Linked DNA regions of Mus musculus: all the other regions are linked to region 1. The links are chromatin contacts, called in public Hi-C, promoter capture Hi-C and targeted proximity ligation maps. All regions are on one chromosome and are shown on one strand. The core of a region is the stretch at or near the end of the contact, and the rest is flanking DNA. Distances in the headings are between cores, read along the strand shown. Region 1 holds the start of Pten (phosphatase and tensin homolog). Region 2 holds the start of Ifit1 (interferon-induced protein with tetratricopeptide repeats 1). Region 3 holds the start of Cstf2t (cleavage stimulation factor, 3' pre-RNA subunit 2, tau). Region 4 holds the start of Acta2 (actin, alpha 2, smooth muscle, aorta). Region 5 holds the start of Stambpl1 (STAM binding protein like 1).

Region 1 (2,818 bases), core at 209-2,708:
TATGGGTTACAAGCGAAAGGGAGGAACAGCTTGGGGACTCTCCGCGTCAGCGTGCACAAACCGGCGGCGGCCAGCAGAGAGGGGTGGCGGGGGCACGTGCTTGGATGTGGCTGCTTGTGTAACCAGCTCCCCAGGCGCTCGGCCCCGACAGCGCTCCTGCGGACGGCTCGTGGATGCTATTCTCTGCTCCGATCCGGCAAGAGAGGGGTCCAGCAGACCACACGGGAGAAGGAGGCGGGGGCGATCACCTAATAGAGCAGAGGGGACCAAGCTCCTGCCCCAGGAGCACACAGATAGGGGAATGGGAATTTGGAAAGTTCCCCAACTAGGACCACACGTGACCTCCTCCTGAAAGTAGTTCCGACCGCGGCTCATGTATCCTTCCACCTCGCCTTTGAGCCCTCCCAGGCCTGCTCGCCCCGCCCACTCGCTGGCTGCAGCTTCCGAACGTCCCATACTCCACACCCGGGCTCAGTAACCGGGTCCTCGAACATGCAAGGTCCGACAGGGTCAGAACCTGGCCATCGCGATCCAATTCTGCCGGGTTTTCATAGCGGCCACGAAGTGGGGATTGGGGGTGGGGGCTTAGCTCTTTGAAGACTGAGCTTGGCTGTGATCCGGTAGACCCACCGCTGCGGGGAGCTGCGGGTCTCATCACCGGGCGGTGGAGGGGTGTGTGTGAGGTGCACTCTATTCACGGAGACCCACTTTGTCCAACCAGGGGTGTCCTTTGGGCCCTGGAAACTCAGGGGAGATGTGAATGTACACGCCCCGTATGCACAATCATCATGCTTGGCTGGGAGCGTTCATCTTTCGGGCAAATGAACCCAGCTGCCTGGGAAGCAAGAGGCGGGGCAGGGAACCGGAGCCCGATGAGGTGACCCACGCGGGAGACACAATAGGGGTTGTTCTTTGTGCAAAGACTGACACCTTGAGGACACCGTGAGGGGGAGAGGTGTGTTATCTAGGTAAAGACTGTCGCCGACAAATCCTAGCGAAGCACTGCAATCTGACCACAGCGCAGGGCAGGGAATGAAAGCCGTTCCGAAGAAACGCAGGGACAGACGCAGGAAGGATAATCCTGCCCCTGAGGCTCCCGGAGCACCGACCAAGGCGGTCAGCTAGTGCGATCCACCTGTGAGCGGTCAGCGATTGTGCTCAGCGCACCCTCACTCGGCCCCAGCCTGTTGTACCTTTGCCGGGTCTCTCTGCGCTGAGGCCAAAGCCGGCGTAGCTCCGGGAGCGAGCCGCGGACACACTGGGCATGCTCCGCGGCGTTCCCCGCCCCTGTCCCTTCCGACGCCCCGCCCCGCCCCGCCCCGTCCCCGGCTCAGCGCCCGCCTCCCGCCCGCCTCCCGCCTCCCCTCCGGCTTTCCGAGGCGCCCTGCTCTCCCGGCGGGGCGGCGGAGGGGGCGGGCTGGCCGGCGCACGGTGATGTGGCGGGACTCTTTGTGCACTGCGGCAGGATACGCGCTTGGGCGTCGGGACGCGGCTGCGCTCAGCTCTCTCCTCTCGGAAGCTGCAGCCATGATGGAAGTTTGAGAGTTGAGCCGCTGTGAGGCCAGGCCCGGCGCAGGCGAGGGAGATGAGAGACGGCGGCGGCCACGGCCCAGAGCCCCTCTCAGCGCCTGTGAGCAGCCGCGGGGGCAGCGCCCTCGGGGAGCCGGCCGGGCGGCGGCGGCGGCAGCGGCGGCGGGCCTCGCCTCCTCGTCGTCTGTTCTAACCGGGCAGCTTCTGAGCAGCTTCGGAGAGAGACGGTGGAAGAAGCCGTGGGCTCGAGCGGGAGCCGGCGCAGGCTCGGCGGCTGCACCTCCCGCTCCTGGAGCGGGGGGGAGAAGCGGCGGCGGCGGCCGCGGCTCCGGGGAGGGGGTCGGAGTCGCCTGTCACCATTGCCAGGGCTGGGAACGCCGGAGAGTTGCTCTCTCCCCTTCTCCTGCCTCCAACACGGCGGCGGCGGCGGCGGCACGTCCAGGGACCCGGGCCGGTGTTAAGCCTCCCGTCCGCCGCCGCCGCACCCCCCCTGGCCCGGGCTCCGGAGGCCGCCGGAGGAGGCAGCCGCTGCGAGGATTATCCGTCTTCTCCCCATTCCGCTGCCTCGGCTGCCAGGCCTCTGGCTGCTGAGGAGAAGCAGGCCCAGTCTCTGCAACCATCCAGCAGCCGCCGCAGCAGCCATTACCCGGCTGCGGTCCAGGGCCAAGCGGCAGCAGAGCGAGGGGCATCAGCGACCGCCAAGTCCAGAGCCATTTCCATCCTGCAGAAGAAGCCTCGCCACCAGCAGCTTCTGCCATCTCTCTCCTCCTTTTTCTTCAGCCACAGGCTCCCAGACATGACAGCCATCATCAAAGAGATCGTTAGCAGAAACAAAAGGAGATATCAAGAGGATGGATTCGACTTAGACTTGACCTGTATCCATTTCTGCGGCTGTTCCTCTTTGCTTTTCTGTCACTCTGATAACGTGGGAGTAGACGGATGCGAAAAATTTCTGTAGTTGGGGTGACTATAACGTTTAATTCTGGGCGCATTTCTAGATCGTGCATATTGTGTCTCTTCCAGTGTATTCAACCTAGGGAGTGTTCGGCTAGACGGAACTCATGCCTCCTTGCAAGTGTCAAGGCACGGATTGTTTTCTTGTCGAGCTCTGTGGTCTCTTCTTAAAATCTATTGTCCGGTAATACAGAGTACTGTACACTGGATTAGCGAGCTCGTCAATCCAGCCTTCTAAATGAACTAAAAAAAAAAAAAAAAATAGACGCTTTGGGTTGTGCATATTTCGATTAGATCGTGACTTGGGCCCTAGATCTAGGGTGTAGATGAGATT
Region 2 (2,818 bases), core at 180-2,679, 1.9 Mb after region 1:
CGGAGTCAGGGGACTGAACCCAGGAGTCAGGCTTGATAGCAAACACTTTAACTCTCTAACATATACCTAGTTATCTGACTGACACATAACTCTAGGTTCTCTAAAATTAAACTTTACTGGAGAAAGTGACCAGAGGGCCAACTCCTGTCTTGGTGTCAGCTGATGGGGGGGGGGGGTTAGGGCTGTACCTACCTGGTCAAAGATAACTCTCAGGAGAGGCTAGCACTATATCAAGGAGATGGGATTAGATGTTTAACTTCTTTCAATATTTTTAATATATGGAGGTGAGAAGGATGAGCTGAATTTGAGGACCTAGACATCAAAGGTCAGGATAAGGAACTAGACAGCAATAAAGGCTGAGATTACAGGTTAACCAAGACAACAGACTAAAGTATTTGACCTCAACCTGAAACAGTGTGAGCCCCACTGTCTGTAGTTCCCTAGATTGCTATTAGCCCTTAAAATGGTATTTATTTTACGTGTATGAACACACTGTAGTTGTCTTCAGACACACCAGAAGAGGGCATTTAATCCTATTACAGATACTTGTGAGCCACCATGTGGTTGCTGGGAACTGAACTCAAGACCTCTAGAAGAGCAGTGAGTGCTCTTAACCACTGACCCATCTAGTAGCCTTGCTATTAGTGGGATAGCATCAAGGCTCTGAATAACCATCACCCTTTAGGGATTCCATGTTTGGTTCTTGTTAACATGACTATGATTGGTGGAAAGAACCCTTTAGAGTCACCTCAGGAGAAGTTAACACAAAGCATGGCTCTACAGCTCTCTGGGCAATGGGAAACTGTCCTGGTTTATAAAGACTGTATTCCTAAGGCTTCGGATAGGCTGGGAAGCTATGGACCAGTCAATGCAGGTGAATAATGACATCTGTGGAAGATGCTAAGGATAGACACACAACAAACCAGCTAGTATCTTCTTCCACTTCCACAATGCATGAGAACTCACTCTTCCAGTCCCAAACTTTCCCTTTGCCATCCTAAGACCCCCTAGTGCCACATGGGAAAGTCTCACTTCCAAGGAGGAACTGCAGACCTTCAGTTGCTTGGAAGAAAGAACAACACTGCTTCTGAAGATGCCAGTCTGCTTTCCATTTTATCTGTATCACCTCCATCAGCCCCTACCTAACAGATAAGAGTCTCTGGGTGGCAGGGATGTCTCACTCTCTCTCTCTGGACAGCAGTCTGGATCCGACATGTCTGTATCCGTTTCAGAGCCTTCTCCTCATCGATTTCAGTGGAGAATGCAGTAGGGCAAACCCCACAGTGCCCCACAGTGCGTCTCCCTGGATAAACTGCAGGCTTCAGTTTCACTTTCCAGTCTCAGTTTCAGTTTCTCACTGCTGACTGAAAAGAGCACACCCCCTAGCTCACCCAGCCCTTTAAAAAAAACCTGAGCTTCCAGTTGGTGTGACAGTCTGCAAGAGAGCAGAGAGTCAAGGCAGGTTTCTGAGGAGTTCTGCTCTGCTGAAAACCCAGAGAACAGCTACCACCTTTACAGCAACCATGGGGTAAGGATTTCCCTGTTCTCCACTCTGAGGGAACCCAGGACACAGACGTTTGCTAGTGGCTGTTTCTGAGTGTGCCTCTAGCTTCTCTTTCTACTGCTGATGGGGAACAAGGATGCTAATTGTCCTGAGGGTCCAGGGAGTTTGCTTAATGCCCCCACTAAGCTGTGTGCCTGGTGCTGGATGTGTGACTGGAAGCTTGTTTTGATTTTTAAGGCTGTCTCACAGCATGTAGTAGGACGTACCTGGGAGAGAATTTAGTGCATGCTCGGCTCACAAACAAAGATGATTACCAAACAGGCCCTCTGGAATGGAATAAAGGACCACCAGTGCCCACTTGGTGCTCCAAAAGTGAGCAGCAGGTTAGAGTATGCTCCTTCTGATCTTCTGAGGACATAGTCCTTAGAATGTTCCAGCATGTCCTCAGAATCTTCCAGCCTATCCCTCAATGGACCTCTTGAAATGCTGTTCAAGCTTTCTGTTCCAGGCGCATTCATTCCCATCCCTGGCTGGCTAAACAAATAGCCAGGGCAACACCTCTCTCTCTCTCTCTCTCTCTCCCTCCCTCCCTCTCTCCCTCCCTCCCTCCCCGCGCCCCCCCCCCCCCCAGGATTAAGAAACAAAAATGTGTCAATTCTATTCTCTCTGACAAGAGGTATTAAAACCTTTTGGCCAAGAAACTAAATATATATGAATAAATATATATGAATATATGTTATATAAAGCCATGTCAGGAAGTTTGATAAGGTAGAGCAAGTAGAGACCCAGAGACTCGGTGGGCACACAACTGAGGCTTAGGGTATGGTGGGTAAAAGTTCTATACCTGAGTCAAGGGCCCCACACATCACCAGGAAGATAATGTGATTGATACAGTACCACCAACCAGTGGTTCCAGATTTAATAGATGGTGCATGGGGCACTACATCACACCCTGAGCCTGAGTATGGAGATATGGAACATCTGTGTTTTGCAACTGTTCAGAGGAATAGAGCATATAACTAACAAGAAAAAAGGCTCTCCTGCCTACCTCTGAGACCTAGGGAATCAGGTCACCTCTGATCCCTTGAGCCTGTGGGCCCCCTACTCCTATTGCCCTTCTGAAGTCAATTGGTCCAGAAGGTAAGAAGAAGTTTGGTAAGGTAGAGCAGATGCTATGCATAGGTGCATGTACCTCCACCTCAAGACAGAGAGCCCAGAAGGATCCTTGTGAGCCTCCCAGTCAAGGCAGACCTTCCTGGGCTACTGCTGTCCAGTTTTCAGAGTCCTCTGAGCTGTCCTGACAAAATCTTTATT
Region 3 (2,818 bases), core at 172-2,671, 1.7 Mb before region 1:
GCCATCACCAGCTTGGAACTAGACATAAAGAGCTCCGGGATGTCCTGGAAGTATCCCAAGTGCTAGGATTAAAGATGAGCCGCCATGCCTAATTTATGGTGAATGTTTTATTTAATGTTTTAAAACCTTTAAGTATCTCATAGGCCCCACGTGTTGCTTTGTTTGTTGGTTACTGTGTTTTCTTTGACCATCAGGTAAAGATAAGGCTTGTGGTGCTTGCCTCTAATCCCAGCATACACTGGGAGAAGCAGGAGGATTGCAAATTTGAAGACAGCTTAAACTACATACACAGTGAATTTTTCAGGCCAACCTGGGCTGTAGAAGGGCCCTGTATTAAAATAACAAAATTTGTTTTAGTATACCTGATAACTTAATTTATTGAATTAATTGACAACTGAATGTAAAAATATACCATCTACATTAACATAACACATATCTGGGTGTAGTGGCCCACTCCTTTAAGCCCAGCACTTGGAAGGCAGAGGTAGGTGGATCTCTTGAGTTCAACGCCAGCCTCATCTACAGACTAAGTTCTAGGGCAGCCAGGGCTACACAGACAAACTCTGTCTCAAAAAACAAAAACAAAACCAAGAACAAAACAAAATATAAACCATGATATTTTTTGAATTTTTTTCCAAGTTAAAACAGTGAAAATTATGTTTGGTCATTTAAAATAAAATGGCAGTATTTAAAGTACAAAACTGGCAAGAGAAGTGGGCGGTGGTGGTGCACACCTTTAAGCCCAGCGGAGGATTCTGGGAGCTGGAGGTCAGCCTGCGCTCCAGGATAGGACTACATAGAGACCTTGTCTCTAAATAATAAATAAAATCACAACTACTTATATGTGTACAATAAAAGTTTAGTCGATTAATCCAGACTCTGCAGTCATACTTTTTAGTTAATTCCACTTTAGCATTGATGTCAATTAAAATTTGTAAGGGGAGAGAGAAATGATCACACAACAACCTGCGCACACAGAAGATACCAGGGAAGACCCTGGACTTGGTAACAGTTTGAACAAGCCATAGCTTGGGGGCGGGGCTGCGGCTGACAGAAGCGCTATTTTATCTTTGCGATAATTATGTTTAATGTTGTTAAGCTATTTTAAGGGATAAATAACAATATTTTTACCTCATAATATTGGATATAATTTTAAATATTTCTATTATCCTACACTAAACGAAAGCTGTGAAAACACATTAAGCCTTAAATCAGCTTCCGGCTTGCGGTTTCCCGCCGGTGGAACGCAATGAAAACAGCCCCGAGTGTGTGGAAACACAGACGCTGCCGGTTACCCCATGGAAGCCCGATCGGCCATTTTTAATGAGGTCAGTCGTAGTGCATCCTGTGCCCGCAGGAAGCGGGGGCGGGACGCCGGGAAAACTCGACCAATAGGACCATGGAACGGAATCCTGTTGTCAGTAAGTAGGCGCGGACAACCGAGCTCACGGCCCGGGGCGGAAGGCGTTAGATAAATTAGTCCGGTCTCAGGAAGCAGTGTCTGCGGCCTAACGGAACTACAGATTCCTAACAGAAAGGTTTCTGTCCGGAGCTTGCTATCTGCTTCCGTTACAGAGCGGAAGTGTGGTTCGCCAGAGGACGACCCTTAGACGAATTCAATCTCCGCTGTCCTCTCGGCAGCAATCATGTCGAGTTTGGCGGTCAGAGACCCAGCCATGGATCGATCGCTGCGTTCGGTGTTCGTGGGGAACATTCCGTATGAGGCGACGGAGGAGCAGTTAAAGGACATTTTCTCAGAGGTTGGTTCAGTTGTCAGTTTCCGTCTCGTCTACGATAGAGAGACTGGGAAGCCCAAGGGTTATGGCTTCTGCGAGTACCAAGACCAGGAGACTGCGCTCAGTGCCATGCGAAACCTCAATGGGCGAGAGTTTAGTGGGAGAGCGCTTCGGGTGGACAATGCCGCCAGCGAAAAGAACAAGGAGGAGTTAAAGAGCTTAGGCCCGGCGGCCCCCATCATTGACTCCCCCTATGGGGACCCTATCGACCCAGAAGATGCTCCAGAATCGATTACTAGAGCAGTCGCCAGCTTGCCCCCAGAGCAGATGTTTGAGCTCATGAAGCAGATGAAGTTGTGTGTCCAGAACAGTCACCAGGAAGCTCGAAACATGCTACTTCAGAACCCACAGTTGGCGTATGCTTTGCTGCAGGCACAAGTGGTGATGAGAATCATGGATCCAGAGATTGCACTGAAAATTTTGCATCGTAAGATACATGTCACACCACTGATCCCAGGCAAATCTCAGCCGGTCTCTGGGCCTGGCCCTGGTGGGCCTGGGCCTAGTGGGCCTGGCGGCCCTGGCCCCGGCCCTGCCCCTGGCCTCTGCCCGGGACCTAACGTCATGTTGAACCAACAGAATCCTCCTGCCCCTCAGCCTCAGCATCTGCCAAGAAGACCTGTGAAGGACATTCCACCTCTGATGCAGACCTCTATCCAGGGAGGAATTCCAGCTCCGGGGCCAATACCAGCTGCAGTTCCTGGACCTGGACCTGGTTCCTTAACTCCAGGAGGAGCAATGCAGCCACAAGTTGGCATGCCAGTGGTTGGTCCAGTGCCCCTGGAGCGAGGACAGATGCAGATATCAGATCCTAGACCTCCGATGCCTCGTGGACCCATGCCTTCTGGTGGCATACCTCCTCGAGGACTACTGGGAGATGCTCCAAATGACCCACGTGGAGGGACTTTGCTCTCAGTGACTGGAGAAGTAGAGCCCAGGGGCTATATGGGACCACCCCATCAGGGTCCTCCAATGCATCATGGTCATGACAACCGTGGCCCTGCCTCACATGATATGAGAGG
Region 4 (2,818 bases), core at 214-2,713, 1.5 Mb after region 1:
ACTAAGCCTGTTTTCCATACTTAGCACCAGGGCTGCAAATGGGATAAGCCACTTGGAATTAGGATACCCTCTGAAAATGGGGAAGGATAACCCACATAAACTTTTTGTTGGGCAGGATGGCTTAAGGTTGTGCCTTAGTATATTCAGAAAAATAAGCTACCTGGTTTTTAAAAAAATGCAGGAAAAAATACTGTCAAATTCCGTAAAGATGTATTTCTATTTCATCAAAAATATCCAGGAAAAAATTGTCTTATTAAGCTCTGAAAGGAGCGTTGTCACTGGAGAAGAAGTCTGTGTGTTTCCAGAGGACGCAGCCGCTGTGGTTTGCAACTCTTATCTAACCTGAATGAGCAGCTCGGTTTGAAGCGGGGAGCATTTCCTAATTAGGTAAAACACACTGGGCTCCAGCCTCTGCTTTTGGAACTGCACCGGGGCGGGGAGTTTGGTGCAGCCCAGTGGAGCTCATCTGGTGCCAAAAATGAATTGTTGGGGGGAGGGGGGAGGGGAGGAAAGGACAGTACCCTTCCCAGCTTATGAGTCTCAAATGCAAACCATATTTAGTCATGAATCACAAAACAGGAGGAAAATCTTATCGAGAAAACTCCATTCCCTGATGAAGCTACCGAGCCCTGAGTTACAATGTGGGGTGGCAAGGCTGGTTCCACAGATACTTAAGCGGCTGAGGGACACGTGAGGCAGAGAAATGCAAATCAGATCTCCCCTGGATGAGACACTTCCTCCTTTCTTTGCAGAAAGTAGAAAAGCTATGCTATGCTGCAAATGACCAATGGCATAGGTCTGACTTGTAAGGGCACCAACACACTCACAAGATACACATTTCCAGCATAGGACACCAGCTCTTAGAGCCCCGGAAACCCAGAAGCAATGCGTCCACTCAGCCAACATCAGAGAGCAGGCAACTACCTCAGTTCATTCCTGATATTCACTTCCAGTTACCTCAGCTGCACTAAATACCTCATGCTACATCATGATACATCCAAAAGTTTCCAACTTTTGCCTAAGTAGAAACAAACGTATAATTTACCACATACAGCTAGACTCCACCCCTACAGTACGCTGCGGGATCAGAGCAGTTGGTTTAGTGTAAACAGGTTTTGCAGATGACACACATGAACAAACTTTAATTTTCTATCCATTTCCTTTTCCAGTAAATCAAGCGTTGTTTCCAGTAAATCAGCCCTATTCGGATGTAAAATCATGCAAGCTAAAAAGCTACAATCATTTTAACAGTATAAATCTTTATTCAAAAATTCAAAACACGTGAGTCATTCAGATTCCCACAGACAATGTCTGGCTACATTGGATGATAAAAGAGCCTGGGAAAACTCGAAGTCATATCCCTGGGCTGGGGCTACTTACCCTGACAGCGACTGGCTGGGCTTCTCCACTCTGGGTGGGTGGTGTCCCGGGAGGCTGAACGCTGAAGGGTTATATAGCCCCTTGCTCTGATCCCCTCCCACTCGCTTCCCAAACAAGGAGCAAAGACGGGCTGAAGCTGGCCGTTCACTCTAACACAACCATATAGGGACCTCAGCACAAAACTCTCTAATCTGGGTGGCCAGAGGCCTGGGTCTCTTCCACTGCATTCCTCTGTTCTGCTCCCGAAACAGGAGGCAGCTCAGCTGCTTATGGGGATAAACATCCTAAGCCCTCAGAACAACTGCTCAAATGCCCAGACACTGGGCTAGTGTCATGGGACAGACGCAGGCACGGTTTGCACATTCCTCAGAAGATGCCAGCCCCTGTCTGGCTAGTCTTTTGGGCCATTAGCTGAGGACTTGGATAAGGAAGGGCCTGTCTCTGACTAGCTGCGATTTTTAAGCAACACTGTTGCAAAAGGTAGCCTAGATCAAAAGATGCTTCGAGTCACCCATAAATATGCAGAGGAGTCATGTTTTTATGGAAGCTACATTGTACTTATACATTGTGTCTTTGTGTTGTAGTAATGAAACCAGGAACTGAAGTATGTAGTGAGGATTAACCAGCCTGTGTTGCCCAAAGAGTAACTTAGAAGTCAGAATCACTGTAACTGCTTTAACCCTTAACATTCCGCATGTTGCTGGCTTTTTACTGACCCTTAACAGCATGATTAAGGACCATCCTTTGCCCACAGAGATCACCAGTCACCCTGTCATAAAAAAATAAAAAAAAAAAACTTTGTAAAAGAAATTTGAAATGTTGAAATGAAGCCTGCTCACTCTCCTCCATGACTATGAGCCCACTGGACAGAAACAGAGATCAAGTGACCTCAAGTGACCCTATCATTCTTCAAAGGCATCAGATCGTTGGCTTTGATGGACAGTCAGTGACTTTACATTTCTGTACTTTCCTCCTGCAAGCCAAGGTTCTGATTCCATTCACGATAGAGATATTTTGGATGGATTCTGGGAGTGCTTCTGAACTGTGCACATGTTAGGGAAACCCCAGGGTGAATGGCAGCAGCTGTCCACTCACGCTCCCACGGCTCATGCACTTGTTTTATGGTGTCCACCTGAGCGCATGCATAGTTTTCTTTGAGAAATTACACTGGTGACTCTTAGGAGAATCTAATAGTTGCTAAACAATGATGTGGTTTCTTTGTGTTGCTCAAGAGTTTTCTACTCTGTATCTGGTTTCTATCGACTAAGAAATACATTGTCTGCTCAAATACAGAGATCGCATAGTATAAGACAGAGTAGGACATTTATGATTAATCCAATGGGTCCTTATCATAGGCATCGTGTAAAGCAAAATTCCATGTTTTGCTTTGGTTTTGGTTTTGGTTTTTACTTTAGTCCCAGGCACGGATCTCTGTGTT
Region 5 (2,818 bases), core at 205-2,704, 1.4 Mb after region 1:
TCATATACATAAAATAAATAGATAAATCTTAAAAAAAAAGGAGGGGTGGCACCAAGGGTGAATTAAACAGCTCAGAAAGTGGCAGAGTCTGGGTTGCAAGTTTGGTTTCCAAAGGAAAAACCAACCAAGACAGCCAGTGTGTCTCACCCCACTGTAGTGTTTTCTTCCACTTGGAGCTGGGTTCCCACCGAAGCTGGAAACCCCCAGCTCATCAACAGTGACAGTGTTCTTAAAATGTTGGCGAGTTGGTACTGCTCCCTCGAAGAAGCAGCTTTTGAGGTCTTCTTACTTAAGAGTTTCAATCACTGTGACAAAGCAGCAAGACAAAAATCAACTTAGGGAGGAAAGGGCTTATTTCACTACCACAGTGCAGTCCATTCTTGAAGGATGTCAAGGCAGAAACTCAAGCAGGATTAGAATCTGGAAGCAGGGCCTGATGTAGAAGCCATCGCGGGGAGTTGGGGGAGAAAGAGAAACCCCCCCTGGCCCCCTAGAGTGCTGCTTACTGACTTGCTCCCCTTGGCTTGCTCGGCTTTCTTACAGCACCTAGGATCACCTGTCGAGGAGTGGCACCACCCACAATGTGCTGGTACCCTCCCACACTAATTACTAATTAAGAAGACGCCCTACAGGCTTGCCTAAGGCCCCCCATATTGTGAAGGCATTTTCTCAAATCAGGTTCTCTCTTCTCAGATGGCTCTATCTTGTGTCAAGTTTCTATAAAACTTGCTAGCACGGATGTCAAATCAGAATGGATTCTTCCAGCTCCCTTCATCCTTTCTCCCCTTCCTCCACACTCTCCACGCTAACAGCATGCCTTCCACTACTACGCAGCTGATTTAAAACTCGCAGATAAATAATTTTACTTGTCTCTGTCTTACTCATGGAAAACATATAAGATGCAGCTTTTGTATACGGGACTGTAGTGAATATGAATCGTTGCGTGCACTGTGTCTGGCTCAGGTCTATGGCCATATTAAAGACACTGCATTATAATGGTGACACTATAGTAATGGTAAGGAGCTAACCGTTTGTATTTTCCTAGTTCAAGAAGGTGGGGAGAGGGGGAGTGTTTCACGGCGGCAGCGCTTAGTCACGGTTAAATCTCAAAATGGGATTCCTACATAAGCTGTAATCCTATAGCTAAACCATTACATTGGCAAATTCAGCTTCATGACAGCTTGCGTGCTCTGCAGTTTTTGGAGTCGCCCAGCCATTTTCCCAGCTTCTAGGCCAAGTTGATAATTCACTGGGCTGTCCAGGTGGTCCAACCTAGGGCAACGAGTATGCAGGTAGACCGGGGGTTAAATCACAAGCAGCCATTTCCATCTGGCCATAGGCCCTCCGCAGGGACCCGCCACCCCAGAGGTTTTTTTGCAGCACGTGGGAAGCTGTGGCTACAGAGGGGGCGGAGGCAGAGGCGGAGGCCGCACCCAGGGGCCGGGGAAGGGGGAGGGGGCGGACCATCGCTGTGACAATTTCATTCCCTACGTTGCTGCGGCAGAGATTCAGAGGCCATTGGCCTGTGCGTTGTTTTGCAAGGGAGCTGGGGCTGTCCCGCCAGACAGAAGAGAGAGTCCAAGCCACGGAAGGCATCAGAGCTCGACCGACCAAGAGCAAAGAGAACCCAGAGGCCCGGACTAGACCAGCCTGGGAGCGACTCACAGCCTGGTGCCACCGTCACCAAGCGCCGGTGCCTTGCGGAGCAGCCGCTGCCGCCCGGGCTGCAGAGGCCACACGGATGCCCGAGCCACGCGGCCCGCGCAGGGACAGTCGTCGCAGTCGTCATCCCACACAAGCTCCGGACGCGCACGACTGCTGGTGAGTGGCCCCACACGTGTGCCCGCTGGCCCCGAGGTGAGTGGTGATGACGAGTGGCTTCCTGTCGCCCTGCGGTCCCCGCCCCCACGCGCCCCTATCCCGCTCTAGGGTTAGCTTCTTCTCGCCCAGGAAGGCGGAGGCTGTGGTTCCTGGTCTCTTGGCCCTGGGGCGGTGACCTGGACCCGGCTGCGCGTGCTTTTCTGGTTCATACTTGGAATGCATCCTTGCAGATGATGTCAGGATTCCAAGAGCCCACCTCACTGGTTTTGCGTGGGGCTCCACGTCGGCTGCGCGGGATGTCAAGGAGGGAGGGGCGAGAAACTGGTAAAAGCACCTTCATACTAGAGGGTAAGGGGAGGAAAGGACTTTCTAGATGTTGCATTGATGCCCTTTAGCCTCGTGAGACATATTCTCTTACTGGAATAACTTGATTGCTCGCTGGAAGCCTCAAGGGAAATGCGCAAAAAGATGCAATGCTATTAAAACATAATTTTCCAGAACTCGTCGAAATAACTGCTGACAGTCTAGAGTCCGAAGTGCTGTGGTTAATTGAAATGTAAAAGAAAAAGAAAAAAAAAATGAAGGAGTAATTCAAGAAACAGAATCTAATTTAGAGGATTGGGGAAAAAAAAATCTCTAGGTTGTGTGAGGGGGAGGGGCCTGTCTGTCTTCCCGAAACGAGTGTTTGGTCACTAGTAAGCCCTAGTGAGCACGCTGCTTTCCAGACATCCTGCTAGCCACGAAAATTAAACGAAGTCTTGAGTTTCAAAAGTGTCTCCAGAAATAAGGTTAATCTGAGCTTCTGTCAAGGTCAATACCGACTCCTGAGAGCAGACAAAAATTAACACTTGAATGTTTGACTTCCGGTTTCAATTTGTAAGTAGTACTTGTTTCCAGACCCGTTTCCATGGGCAGTTTTTTTGTATTTCTGACAGACGCTAATTTGATTTTTATAAATGTACTCTGTAACTAGACTCTGCTGGGCATTGTTTAAGTC

Evidence for each region. Promoter capture Hi-C pulls out the DNA fragments that hold promoters and counts their contacts. Hi-C and Micro-C count contacts between places; a contact is called where the count stands out from the background.
Region 2: a promoter capture Hi-C map of liver shows a contact between it and region 1, with 2.5 times the contacts expected there. A contact is called at or near these places in 5 of 39 promoter capture datasets (the 3T3-L1 cell line, hippocampal neurons, liver and 1 more), 1 of 130 datasets of targeted methods (embryonic stem cells) and 1 of 9 other capture datasets (adipose tissue).
Region 3: a contact with region 1 is called in a Hi-C map of CD4 T cells, with 9 times the contacts expected there. A contact is called at or near these places in 1 of 484 Hi-C or Micro-C datasets (CD4 T cells) and 1 of 130 datasets of targeted methods (thymic regulatory T cells).
Region 4: a targeted proximity ligation map of astrocytes shows a contact between it and region 1, with 4 times the contacts expected there. A contact is called at or near these places in 6 of 39 promoter capture datasets (the 3T3-L1 cell line, hippocampal neurons, liver and 1 more), 1 of 130 datasets of targeted methods (astrocytes) and 1 of 9 other capture datasets (adipose tissue).
Region 5: a contact with region 1 is called in a Hi-C map of B cells, with 10 read pairs. A contact is called at or near these places in 9 of 39 promoter capture datasets (the 3T3-L1 cell line, the C10 cell line, the SN4741 cell line and 5 more), 2 of 484 Hi-C or Micro-C datasets (B cells and ventral hippocampal neurons), 7 of 130 datasets of targeted methods (astrocytes, extraembryonic endoderm stem cells, large pre-B cells and 4 more) and 2 of 9 other capture datasets (adipose tissue and liver).

The regions. Positions count from the first base shown.
Region 1 is chr19:32,756,119-32,758,936 of GRCm38.p6, forward strand. It overlaps Pten (phosphatase and tensin homolog), which reads left to right and starts at 1,459. Exons shown (of 9, transcript NM_008960.2): 1 at 1,459-2,405. The coding sequence starts at 2,327. It also overlaps the pseudogene Gm36566.
Region 2 is chr19:34,639,460-34,642,277 of GRCm38.p6, forward strand. It overlaps Ifit1 (interferon-induced protein with tetratricopeptide repeats 1), which reads left to right and starts at 1,430. Exons shown (of 2, transcript NM_008331.3): 1 at 1,430-1,528. The coding sequence starts at 1,524. It also overlaps a transcript of Ifit1bl1 not described here and a transcript of Ifit1bl2 not described here.
Region 3 is chr19:31,081,420-31,084,237 of GRCm38.p6, forward strand. It overlaps Cstf2t (cleavage stimulation factor, 3' pre-RNA subunit 2, tau), which reads left to right and starts at 1,422. Exons shown (of 1, transcript NM_031249.2): 1 at 1,422-2,818. The coding sequence starts at 1,647. The region is part of intron 3 of Prkg1 (protein kinase, cGMP-dependent, type I); the gene reads right to left.
Region 4 is chr19:34,253,910-34,256,727 of GRCm38.p6, forward strand. It overlaps Acta2 (actin, alpha 2, smooth muscle, aorta), which reads right to left and starts at 1,464. Exons shown (of 9, transcript NM_007392.3): 1 at 1,381-1,464. It overlaps Gm31355 (a long non-coding RNA gene), which reads right to left. Exons shown (of 4, transcript XR_386664.1): 4 at 2,727-2,818.
Region 5 is chr19:34,190,775-34,193,592 of GRCm38.p6, forward strand. It overlaps Stambpl1 (STAM binding protein like 1), which reads left to right and starts at 1,455. Exons shown (of 11, transcript NM_029682.5): 1 at 1,455-1,857.